Linked DNA regions of Zea mays: regions 1 and 3 are each linked to region 2. The links are chromatin contacts, called in public Hi-C maps. All regions are on one chromosome and are shown on one strand. The core of a region is the stretch at or near the end of the contact, and the rest is flanking DNA. Distances in the headings are between cores, read along the strand shown. Region 1 holds the start of LOC100276792. Region 2 holds the start of LOC103654263 (protein trichome birefringence-like 28). Region 3 holds the start of LOC732791 (pyruvate dehydrogenase 1).

Evidence for each region. Hi-C and Micro-C count contacts between places; a contact is called where the count stands out from the background.
Region 1: a contact with region 2 is called in a Hi-C map of ear, with 2.0 times the contacts expected there. The contact joins the promoter of LOC100276792 here to the promoter of LOC103654263 in region 2. A contact is called at or near these places in 3 of 25 Hi-C or Micro-C datasets (ear, leaf and tassel).
Region 3: a contact with region 2 is called in a Hi-C map of root tip, with 3 times the contacts expected there. The contact joins the promoter of LOC732791 here to the promoter of LOC103654263 in region 2. A contact is called at or near these places in 8 of 25 Hi-C or Micro-C datasets (bundle sheath, ear, endosperm and 4 more).

Annotation. Positions count from the first base shown.
Region 1 is chr4:188,389,766-188,393,358 of Zm-B73-REFERENCE-NAM-5.0, reverse strand. LOC100276792 reads right to left here and starts at 2,321. Exons shown (of 1, transcript NM_001150503.2): 1 at 796-2,321. The coding sequence starts at 2,274. The coding sequence ends at 937. It overlaps LOC100191809 (putative RING zinc finger domain superfamily protein), which reads left to right. Exons shown (of 3, transcript NM_001137234.1): 2 at 1-610; 3 at 684-919. The coding sequence ends at 819.
Region 2 is chr4:188,229,616-188,233,124 of Zm-B73-REFERENCE-NAM-5.0, reverse strand. LOC103654263 (protein trichome birefringence-like 28) reads left to right here and starts at 1,292. Exons shown (of 4, transcript XM_035967465.1): 1 at 1,292-1,943; 2 at 2,068-3,509. The coding sequence starts at 2,743.
Region 3 is chr4:188,075,410-188,079,107 of Zm-B73-REFERENCE-NAM-5.0, reverse strand. LOC732791 (pyruvate dehydrogenase 1) reads right to left here and starts at 1,786. Exons shown (of 8, transcript NM_001308504.1): 1 at 877-1,786; 2 at 696-775; 3 at 243-320. The coding sequence starts at 1,558. It overlaps LOC100381405, which reads right to left. Exons shown (of 10, transcript NM_001320805.1): 10 at 2,764-3,186. The coding sequence ends at 3,068.

The DNA.
Region 1 (3,593 bases), core at 1,072-3,571, 160 kb before region 2:
GTTCTGCCAATGCTAGAGAGGAGAAAAGAGAAAGCTGCGCCATCTGCTTGGAAGACACTGACGCTACCAAAATCCATGCGGTTGAAGTGTGCGCGCATCGCTTTTGCTTCTCGTGCATGAAGGAGCACGTGAAAGTTAAGCTGCTGAATGGAACTCTCCCAGGTTGCCCACAAGAGGGATGCGCCACGAAGCTCAGTGTGGAGGGTTCGAGGGTATTTCTTTCGCCGCGGCTGGTAGAGATCATGGTGCAGCGCATGAGGGAAGGACAGATCCCTCCGAGCCAAAAGGTCTACTGTCCGTATCCCAGGTGCTCGGCCTTGATGTCCTTGGGGGAAGTGATTCATCCGATGCAGGAGTCCTCATCAAGGCACACGGCTGCTGATGCTGCCACGTTGAGGAAGTGCGTGAAATGCAGAGGCTCCTTCTGCCTGAGCTGTAAAGTCCCATGGCATGATGGCATGGGTTGCTTTGAGTACAAGATGTGGTACCCCCTCGCTCACCCAGGAGATGCCAAGCTGCAGAACCTGGCAAGGCAGAGGCTGTGGCGCCAATGCGTGAAATGCAAGCACATGATCGAGCTTGCGGAGGGCTGCTACCACATGATCTGCGTGTAAGGCCAGGCATTCTCCTTTATGATAACTACTATGTGTGCCAGTGCTAAAAAGCCCTCTGTTGCATTGCAGGTGCGGCTATGAGTTCTGCTACACCTGTGGGAAAGAATGGAAGAATAAGAAAGCAAGCTGCTCCTGCCCGCTGTGGGATGAACGCAACATCATCAGAGATGAAGACGACGATGACGACGAAGATGATCTTTACTAGAGAAGGCTGTTTTTGCTGCTTTTTTTAATGATGATATTCAGCGGCTGCATGGATACATTGAAATGACCACCTGATGTTGAAATTGAAACTGCTCATCCTGTACATGTTGGGTACTGCTTATGAGCGTGTAGCTGACACTGTCGAAGGGGGGATGACACCGCCTCCTTCTTCTTCATCTGGTGGCTCCTGCATCGTGGCCAGCTCTTCCTGCAGAGTCGGATGGCGATGCATCGGCGTGTCCAGCACCACCACCACCTCGTAGGCGTCTGCCGTACGGACCTCCTGCGCTAGCGAGCACGGGTAGCAGCAGAGCCACAGTAGGCAGTCGGTGAGGTCCGGCTTGCCGCAGCAGGCGCGGTTCTCGGGGAGGCCGAACCGCCTGCGCATCTGGATCCTCCAGAATCCGCCGTAGAGCAGGCCGAACACGCAGAGGAAGATGCCGGCCAGCCCCAGCGCGTCCCTGACCGCCTCGTCGTCCACGTTGATGGCCGCCAGGTCCAAGATGAAGAAGGGCGCCAGGCACAGGAGCACGAAGGTGGCGACGTGGACGTACATGTTGCCCAAGCCGAGCCTGCTCGCGTTCCACCCGAACACGCAGCAGCTGCAGAACAGCGACAGGTACGCCAGCGACATGTCGTCCCACAGGTCCTCCCACAGCCCGCCGACCCACTGCGGTTCTTCTCCTTGTCCTTGCCGTGGCACCAACGAGTAGCGCCTCTCGGTGTCGGGCGTTTTGCGCTGGAGCTGCGACTCTTCCTCACTTATTATCATCCCCTCCGCCGGCGCCGGCGCCTCGTAGTCTCTCCCGAGAGGACTGAGGTTGTTGTACATCCCAGCGACGGCCGGCGCGCAGATGGCGACCGCTACGGTGAGGGCGACACCGACCACCGGACGCCGGGGCCTCCGGTAGCCAAGGTTGAGGCCACAGAGCGCGTACTGAGCAAAGCAGTTGAGGTGGAGCAGCAGGATGACAGCCGTCATGTGCTTCCTCTCGTTGGGCTTGCAGGCCCCGTCCTTGCAGTACGCTTGGCGGAGCTGGTGCATGTCGCCGGCCTTCCAGCGGCACACGAGGGCCAGGTGGTAGAACCTCCTCGGGTGCTGGTACAGGCACATGAGGGTGAAGAGCGCGTTCAGGATCTGGTTGTTCACCTCGAACCACGTGTCCCTCCGCGGCTTGCTTGGCAGCACGCGGTTGAGCATCCCCGTCATCACCATGAAGAGGATGGCGCCCGAGACGCCGACGGCCAGGATCCAGACGGACAGGGCCATGTTCATGGGGTTCCGGATCCACGCCCTGGACTTGACCCACAGCGACCTGCTCCACCACTGGATACCTCCTCCAATCATCTGTCGGGTGGAGGAAGATGATGAGACTGAGTTCTGCTCCTGCACGGATTTCTCCGGCAGCAGCCCCCCTGTGGGAGGAGTCGTACGTTGTTGGCCCAAAACGACCATCTTGGAGGAGGATTTCTGCCAAGATGGTGATGGCAATTGGCAATGTCAGGTTGCTTGCTTTGCTTGGAGTCTTGGACGCCTCACCTCCACCTGGGTGGTCTGGGTCGACAAGTTCAAGGTCAATCTTGTTGGGCTGCGCGCCTCGGACTCTTCCACGGCGACCTCGGCTTGGCCTTTTCATTCCAGTCAAACAAAACAAAAACAACCAGCGGCTTTTTAAATAATGATCTGGGAGTTTGCCTTGCTTTCTACAAATTAGTTTTCCTTTTTTTAAAAGAAAGGAAGAAAAGTAGTATCAGTATGTCTAGGGGGGGTGGTTCCACCACTATAGTATTAGGAAGATATATCATCATGAAGCTCTTCCATTGATTTAGGATGGTTGATGTTCAGGAATCCTCCTCCGTTTCCTCATCATCCGACATGTCACTAAAAAATCTTACTCTTCTTATTTTTCTTCTTTTCCAGTGGAGTCGATAAAAAGTGCGTCGACACTAATTTGTATTACATACTATCAATGGCTAGCATGCCCGCGCTTGGGAACAACCTACCTTGATCGCAATGAGAACGTATCGGCGGAACGACGAAACCGACGATTAAGCTGTTATTAATCTTGTTCTTCTCCGGGTAGTGACCTGATGGTGCTCTCTGCGGAGGCGTAGACGGTCCGCGGCATAGCGCTGGACGGTCCGCGACCTGGGCGCAGCAGCGTCTGCTCTTCTGCGTACGTTCGGACGAAGGTGAAGATTTGAGGTAGAGGGAGGCTAAACTAGATATACTCCTAATATATAAGCTAAAAACGATAAGTAGAGTTGATTGGATCGATTGTGGAGGTTCAATCGGTCGTACCCTTCATCTATATAAAGGGAGAGGTTTGGACCTGTTATAAGTCGGTTCTCGAGTTAATCCCATAGATTTAGCTAACAAATCCTGTAAGAAATCTAGAACCCTAACTGATTCTGCGTACGCGTGGACGGTCTGCGCCGCTACGACAGAAAGTCCGAACCAGTCCGCGCCACTACGACAGACAGTCCGGACCCCGGACCGTTCGACCTCAGGGCCGGACCATCCGCAAGGACATCTCTGGTGCTCAACATATACCCCTGACTTTTGGTGGAGGTTGACGAACCAAAAGCATATGCGCTGCTAGCACCCTTTGGGAAACAAAAGATTTCATAAGTAATTTTGTTTTCGAAGTAAGAACTAAGTTGTAGCACTGCAAAACTGTATCATGATGGAATAAGAAACATCTCTAAAGCTTAATGTTTAGGAAATGGTAAATATAAAATTTTGGTTATATACTTAAATTGAAGTCTTAAGTA
Region 2 (3,509 bases), core at 43-2,542:
AGCCGGATCCATCGCCCGTTGTCGGACGACCTTGTTGTTCCTGTCCACTTTGAAGTTTGCCAAGAACTTTGCTTTTGCCTCCTGGATCAGATGCTCCTTATGCTCCTCGAACTGGAGCTGTTCGTCGGCCGGCAAGGTTTCCCAAGTCGGCTCTATAATGTTGCTGGGGGAGACTTCAGAGCTATCTTTTGAACCGGCCATTGAGGGCCGATTTGATGGGTCTAGATGTGTTGTCCCCGTCCCCAGCGGAGTTGCCAAAAAAGTATGTTGACACCTTTTTAGGGCGCCAAACACTCAACACGAACCAACGGCGGTGCACTCTGCACAGGGGCGGACGGTCCGCGCGCAGGTGCCGGACGGTCTGCGGCCTGGTGCGAGGCTAGGGTTCCTGCCTGACGGCCGGACGGTCCGCGCCCTGGGGCCGGACAATCCGCGCGTGCGCAGGGGCGGCGGAAGATCGTCGGCGGCTCCTGGATCTCGCTCCCGGGAGGGACCCCGTCAGGGAGGAGAGATCCTAGGAGTTGTCTAGGCTCGGGCAGACCGACCTAGACTCCTCTAATCGATGTAGAGTCGAAGAGAAGCGAAGAATTTGGGGATCGGAAGGCTAAATTAGACTAGAACTACTCCTAGGAAATAAATGCGAGATAAAAGTGTTTTTGATTCGATTGATAATCACAAATCGGCTGTATACCTCTCTATTTATAGAGGGAGCTGGACCCTTTGCAAACTAATTTTTGAGTTATTTCCGCAAATCTAGGTAACAACCGTAGCACAAAAGTCGAAACCCTAAACTGCTCTGCGCACGCGCGGACCGTCCGGTCCACGGGCACGGACTGTCTGGACCATGGACCGTCCGGCCTCACGGTCGAACCGTCCGCCGGCTTAAAGTGATGCTCAACAAGTAGCCTTGAATTGCTACTCTCTGCATGCCGTACGCTTGTTTTTATCTGATTTATTCCGTGCTTGATTTAGGGGGTGTTTGGTTACACCCCGCTAAAATTTAGCCCCTGTCTCATCGAATGTTTGAACCTCCGTTCCGGGTATTAAATGTAGTCGGATTATAAAACTAATTTGTCAGCCGAAGATTAAAAGACGAGACGAATCTAGTCCAGTTGGTTAGGTCTATATTTCATACTCCTATATAAAAGTCAAATGCTTGATGTGACCCGAGCTAAACTTTAGCAGGAGCAACCAAACTCCCCCTTATGCTTGTTTTCATCGTTACGACGATCTTAAAATTCGTTGACCTGGAAATGCGTACTCTTATCCGGCAGCGCAACGAGACACTGACACGCCGGACCGACGCCGACAGTTGCCGGACGGACCTAACACTAACAGCAAGCCTTACCAGCCGCGGGATCGGACTAGGCTTGTTGGCCTCGCGTCGCGTCTCGGTCCCCTTGCCGCGGAGTCGCCACCATCGGCATCCAGCACCTTCCCCCAGCAGCAGAGCAGTCTCCGGCCGCAGCCATGGCGCCGCCCATCTCCACCTCCGACCCCGCGCTCCCCAACACTACCACAACCACCTCGTCGGCCCCCAAGTCGTCGTCTCGCCCCTTCCTCGCCCCGCTCGCAGCCTCCGCGCGCTCCCTCCTCGCCTCGGCGCGCCGCTCCCCGGTCACCACGCTCGCCGCCGCCTTCTTCCTCCTCGCGCTCGTCATGTACGGCGAGGACGCCCGCACCATCGCCGAGCTCTCCATCGACGACTACCTCTACCCGGACGCTGACCTCTACAACGTCTCCGGCCTGCCGCCCCTCGCGCTGCCCCCGCTCACCTGCGACCTCTCCCGCGGCCGATGGGTCTTCGACAACGTCTCCGTTCCGGCGTACCGGGAGAAAGACTGCACCTTCCTCACCAAGCAGGTCTCCTGCCTCGCCAACGGCCGCCCCGACGACATGTGGCAGTACTGGAGATGGCAGCCCAACGAGTGTTCCCTCCCCACGTACGTCCTCCTCCTCCAGATCTGCACCATTTACTGCTACCTCATCGCGAGCTCGCGTCTTCCATGCCCACTTGTGTGATTGCGTCTTTATTATATGGGTCTGGTCCCCCAATCGGTTGAGCAGGTTCGACGCTCGGAGATTCATGGAGGCGATGCGTGGGAAGCGCCTCATGTTCGTGGGGGACTCACTGAACCGCAACCAGTGGGAGTCGCTGGTGTGCCTGGTGCAGCCCATCCTGTCCAAGGGCAGGAAGAAGATCGTCAAGCGGGGCTCCCTCAACACCTTCTACGCCAAGGAGTATGTAACATCCGACCCACTTGTCTGAAGTGGTGCCATTGCAGCCCACTACACGGCCCAAATCGAGATGTACAAAAGGAGCAGTTAGGTCAGGACAGGGGAAGGGAGAAAAGAGAATATTCAGAACACCACCAGTCATCTTCCTCGTGAAGAAGCGGCAAGGCGAGTTTGTTGGAGTCTCACGCCCCGTTTCTCGTCGACGGCGGCCACGGGACGTGACAATTGGTATCAAAGCTTCGAGTCCTCGACAGTGCGGTGCGGTCGCGCTCTCTCGACAGCGATCCTGTCCGGCGGCCACGATTTTTTGCGGCGCTAGAGTTCCTTGTCTGACCGTTCGCGACGTCCTACAACACCTCATCGGCGTTCGTGGTGGACGGTGTGGCGATCAGTTTGGGAGGTCTTGGCGGCGGTGATTAGTGGCGAGTGACGGCGGAAGACTGGAAGCTCTTCACCTGTTCGACATAAGGCGTCCCCGGAGTGCAGGACATCGAGACGGCTACCATGGTCGCGCACCACCAGAAGACGGTGATTGGCGGCGGCGCGCTGGAGTTGCCACCGGACCTCGTGAACTTCCTTGGCGGCATTGACCCGTGCGACGGAAGACAGAACGGGCCGAGGGAGCTGTGGAACGACATCCATTGCTGCTTGGTGGAACCCGCGGCATGGGACGTGCTGGAGAACTTCGAGCAGAGGTGGAAGAAGCAGGACAAGGGCGACAACCTCCTAGTGGCGCTGAACAGGGCGTGGGCGGAGCTGCCGAAGAACAATGGTTGGGCGATTCCACGATCTGGAGAAGGAGGGCATTGGTGGGGACTTGATGGACAGGGTGACAGAGGTATGGCTTTTCCAGTGCTCGATGAAATGCCTCACGACGGCAGTGAGGCGGTGATTGTTCCATTCTCTGAAGGTTTTGATTATCCAATGTTCGATGAAATGTCTGCTGAGGAGGTGGTCTGGGATGCAGAAGTGCTACTTGGCTGTGATTCACTTGGTTTTTGGCAGCGGCTAGCTCATGGAGTGGGGAACCAGATGCCCAACGATTGCAAGCAGGATGTTGTGCCTGATGCCCCATGGATGTTTGTTGGAATGTCACAGCAAGCAAATACACACCCAGTGTTCAGTGAAATGGGTCCTAAAGTGGCATGGGATGAGGAGATGCAATCAGAAACTTATACGCATGAAGGTTTACTGAAGCAGCTTGCTCAAGGTGGAGAAGCCTTAGAAGTATCAGCTAATAAGGATGATGTTGGTGATGATGTGGTGGCTCT
Region 3 (3,698 bases), core at 537-3,036, 150 kb after region 2:
GAGTCGAACCCAAAACCTAAGGAGTGCTACTCAGACCACCTAACCAACTAAGCTAGAGCCAAGAGGCCCTTTCGCTACTGTGTTAAATTTTGGACTACGCTTTCAATTATTCATGTGAATTTAACTAAATATAATAAATCTAGCAACACAGAATAGCCAAGCCAACTCCGAGCCCTAATAGTAGTTATCCTACATGGGCTACATCCAAATAACAGAAGTCAGCAAAGATTCATAGTACTTACAATTGGGCCATTTGCGACAGCATGATCTTTTGCAAATTTGCACGCTTGCTTCACAGCAAGAACATCCATTCCATCAACCTGCACAAAATACAATTTAGTTATGTTTGTGGCACACTAAAAGTAATGCCAACATGAAGTCCAAGCTTAACCTATCCCCTTAAAAGTCAAATCTAGAGTTAACTCGATACGGGGGAACATGATGGTCCGAAAATGCATACATCATTCTTATATAATTTCAAATCAATACAAGATGTTTCTATATGCCATCCCCACTCAATTGTATGCCTGTATGCTTTGATCAATGGACAAACCCTATTCAGCAACTAAAGGGTGCAACACAGATAACATAGAGCCAAAGGCCACATATAAAACCACCATAAACATTCAAACATACCAAGAACCTAAACTATCGTGAATTCAGACACTATACGAGCAAACACAAAGAATAATTACCTTCAATCCAGGCACATAGTCGCCACGCTTGTAGTAGGCAGGGCTCTTTGCTGCCCTCCACTCCGCTGTTCCCATCCCATCTATACAAAAGAATCAAACCCAGACCACGTTATATTTGTCATAATGTAATCAGATTTATCTCAATCCAACCCCGATTCCCGGAATTGATGCACGAACTCACAATGGTTGTTCTCGCAGACCAATATGGCAGGCAGCTTCCAGAGGGCCGAAATGTTGAGAGCCTCAAAGAGCTGTCCCTGGTTAGCCGCACCGTCACCATAGAGCGCGAACGTGGCCGTGTCCTCCTTCTTGTACTTTTGAGCGAAGGCCAGGCCGCATCCGAGGGGCACCTGAGCGCCTACGATGCCGTGCCCACCGTAGAAATTGGCGTCCTTCTTGTAGAAATGCATGGATCCGCCCTTCCCGCGGGAGCACCCAGCCTCGCGGCCCATCAGCTCGGAGAAGGCGGAGACGAGGTCCCCTCCGCGGGCGAGGTAGGTACAGTGGTCGCGGTAGGCGGTGATGATGGAATCGGAGCGGGTGATGGCGGCCTCCATGCCGACGGCGACGGCCTCCTGGCCGTCGTAGAGGTGGCAGAACCCACGGATAAGCTTGGCTTTGTAGAGGGAGTCGGCCGCGATCTCCATGCGGCGCATGAGGGACATGTCGCGGAAGAAGGTGACGAGCTCAGCGGGGGTGGTGGTGACATCACGCGAGGGTGGGTCGACGAGGTGGGAGGTGAAAGGGACAGATGTCTCGATGGTGAACGCTGCCGTGGAGTCGGAGATCGGTCGCGCCGCCATGAATGCCGGGGCCTGGGCCCGGGCAGCGGGGAGGCGGCGAATGAGGGCGGCTGCGGCCATGGCGACGATCCACTAGGGTTTCGGGGTGGATGCGGGGCGGTGGGCGTGGGGAGGGAGGGGAGGTTGGTAGGAAGGAAGGAAGGAAGAAGATAGACGCGAGACTTTTATTCGCTTGTGTTGGAGGTGGGTTGGTTTGGCCTGCCTCCGCCCCGCTGAGCTTGGCAGGCTGACGGCGCAGACCGCGATTGTCCTAATAGATTTGCAATATGCTTAACAAATGACAACAATTTATTTGGAGAGCAAGAGCATCTCATTGACATTTAAATACCATTTTCGTATGGTATCTGATCTTTCTCGATTATAAAACGTGTTGCCTGGTTAGCATAATGTTCGAAGCAGGCCAGTGTACCTTTGGTTTTTTTCACTCTTGAGAAATTATTAGTAGCGCAAGTGGCTGCAGCTGCAAGTAGATCAGAACTTTCTTATTTGCACCAAGATCTGAAATGTACTAAGGGACAAACCAGATCAATTTGATATCAAATTGTAGCCAAGAGAACAGCTTTGTAGCTCACATGAATGGGGTTGGTGGATATTAGGCCCCGTTTCAATCTCACGGGATAAACTTTAGCTTCCTGCTAAACTTTAGCTATATGAATTGAAGTGCTAAAGTTTAGCTTCAATTACCACCATTAGCTCTCCTGTTTAGATTATAAACGGCTAAAAGTAGCTAAAAAGAAGCTGCTAAAGTTTATCTCGCGAGATTGAAACAGGGCCTTAGTGTCCCTGTCGATGACGTCAGGGAACTGGGAACATTTGATTAAAAATATTAGGTGGACGAACCAAAAGGCAATGGAGAGGAGCCAATCACTTGGAACATGTCTCGATCAAACCATCCATTTGAAGCGTTGTACAGCGTTCGGTGGGCCAGGGCATCTTAGCTCATGATTGTGATAGAGCAATGTACTACTGTTTTAGTCAGATTCATTTACTCAAAATACACCAATTAAGGCAATATCTTATGCATATAAATTGTGATCCAATATCTTCTGCATAAAATTAAGGCAAGACAATTGGACCAGCTGTTTTTGCACAATCAGAATACGGCCATACAGCCCAGGCCTGGGACTTTTATGACCACAACAAAAAGGAAATAATGAATAATATTTGAGTGATTGTTTCTGAAATTTAATTTGAATACAATCCTTTTTTTTTGTCGTGATAGACATACACAAGGTATACTTCATTATGACATGTTTCATCAGCATGGCCGGTGACAGAGGAAGTTTTAGAATCCACATAGGTAAGCACATAAACAACAATTAACAATAGAGAACCCACAGAAGTGAGATGATCATGATGTTTCTATTAGAGAGATTGGGAAACACCTCACACTCCTGGGGTATCCCTCTCTAATAGTTCCACCTGAAATAGCCTAGAAACATCCTGCATTGAGTAAATACAATGAACCCTAGGCTCAATCATGTCTTTGTTTCCTCCGTTTTAACAGATTGTACAGGTAAAATACACAAGCATGCACTAAGAACTGCAATGCTTGGCCCTAAAATTTGCCTACAAAAAATGGTTAACAGGATGACCAAAGTGTTGTTGCATGATGCTGCTGCCTTGAGCAAATTCAGAATACCATGTCTTCCACGCGTCGACATAATGGACAAATAGATCACTGAGTGCTGCATTCAGAAAAATGGAAATGTTTTAGTGTAACATATAGCTGTGCACATTTTATGTCTTGCAATTATCCCAGTCCTACTCCAAACTTCCAATAAAAGAGTTTGCATAGAAGTGATGATAAATGTCAAATGATCATAATGAACTATTGGGCATTGTCAAGTGTCCTGCATAATAGCTTATAAAAACTCAACAAATATCATATTAGGTTCTAAATAGAAGATAATGATGTCACGCTAGAGATGCGTTGCAGTGTTCTCCTGAGGTCAAATTTCATTTTCAGACTTTCTAGCTGACATGTCTCTCTAGCTGTAGTTGCAACAGGGGCTGCCAAAGCTTACATGATTAAACAGGATTGGCAGAGTGATTCCATCTGAAGACCATCAGATGCCAATCCTGTTTGACCATAGTTATATAATTAGCTTAATCCTAATTATATAAAACTACAGCTAGACAGACATGCTATACACATACTTCCGATGCTCAAGTAGAAAAACCATAGTTTTGTCCTAAG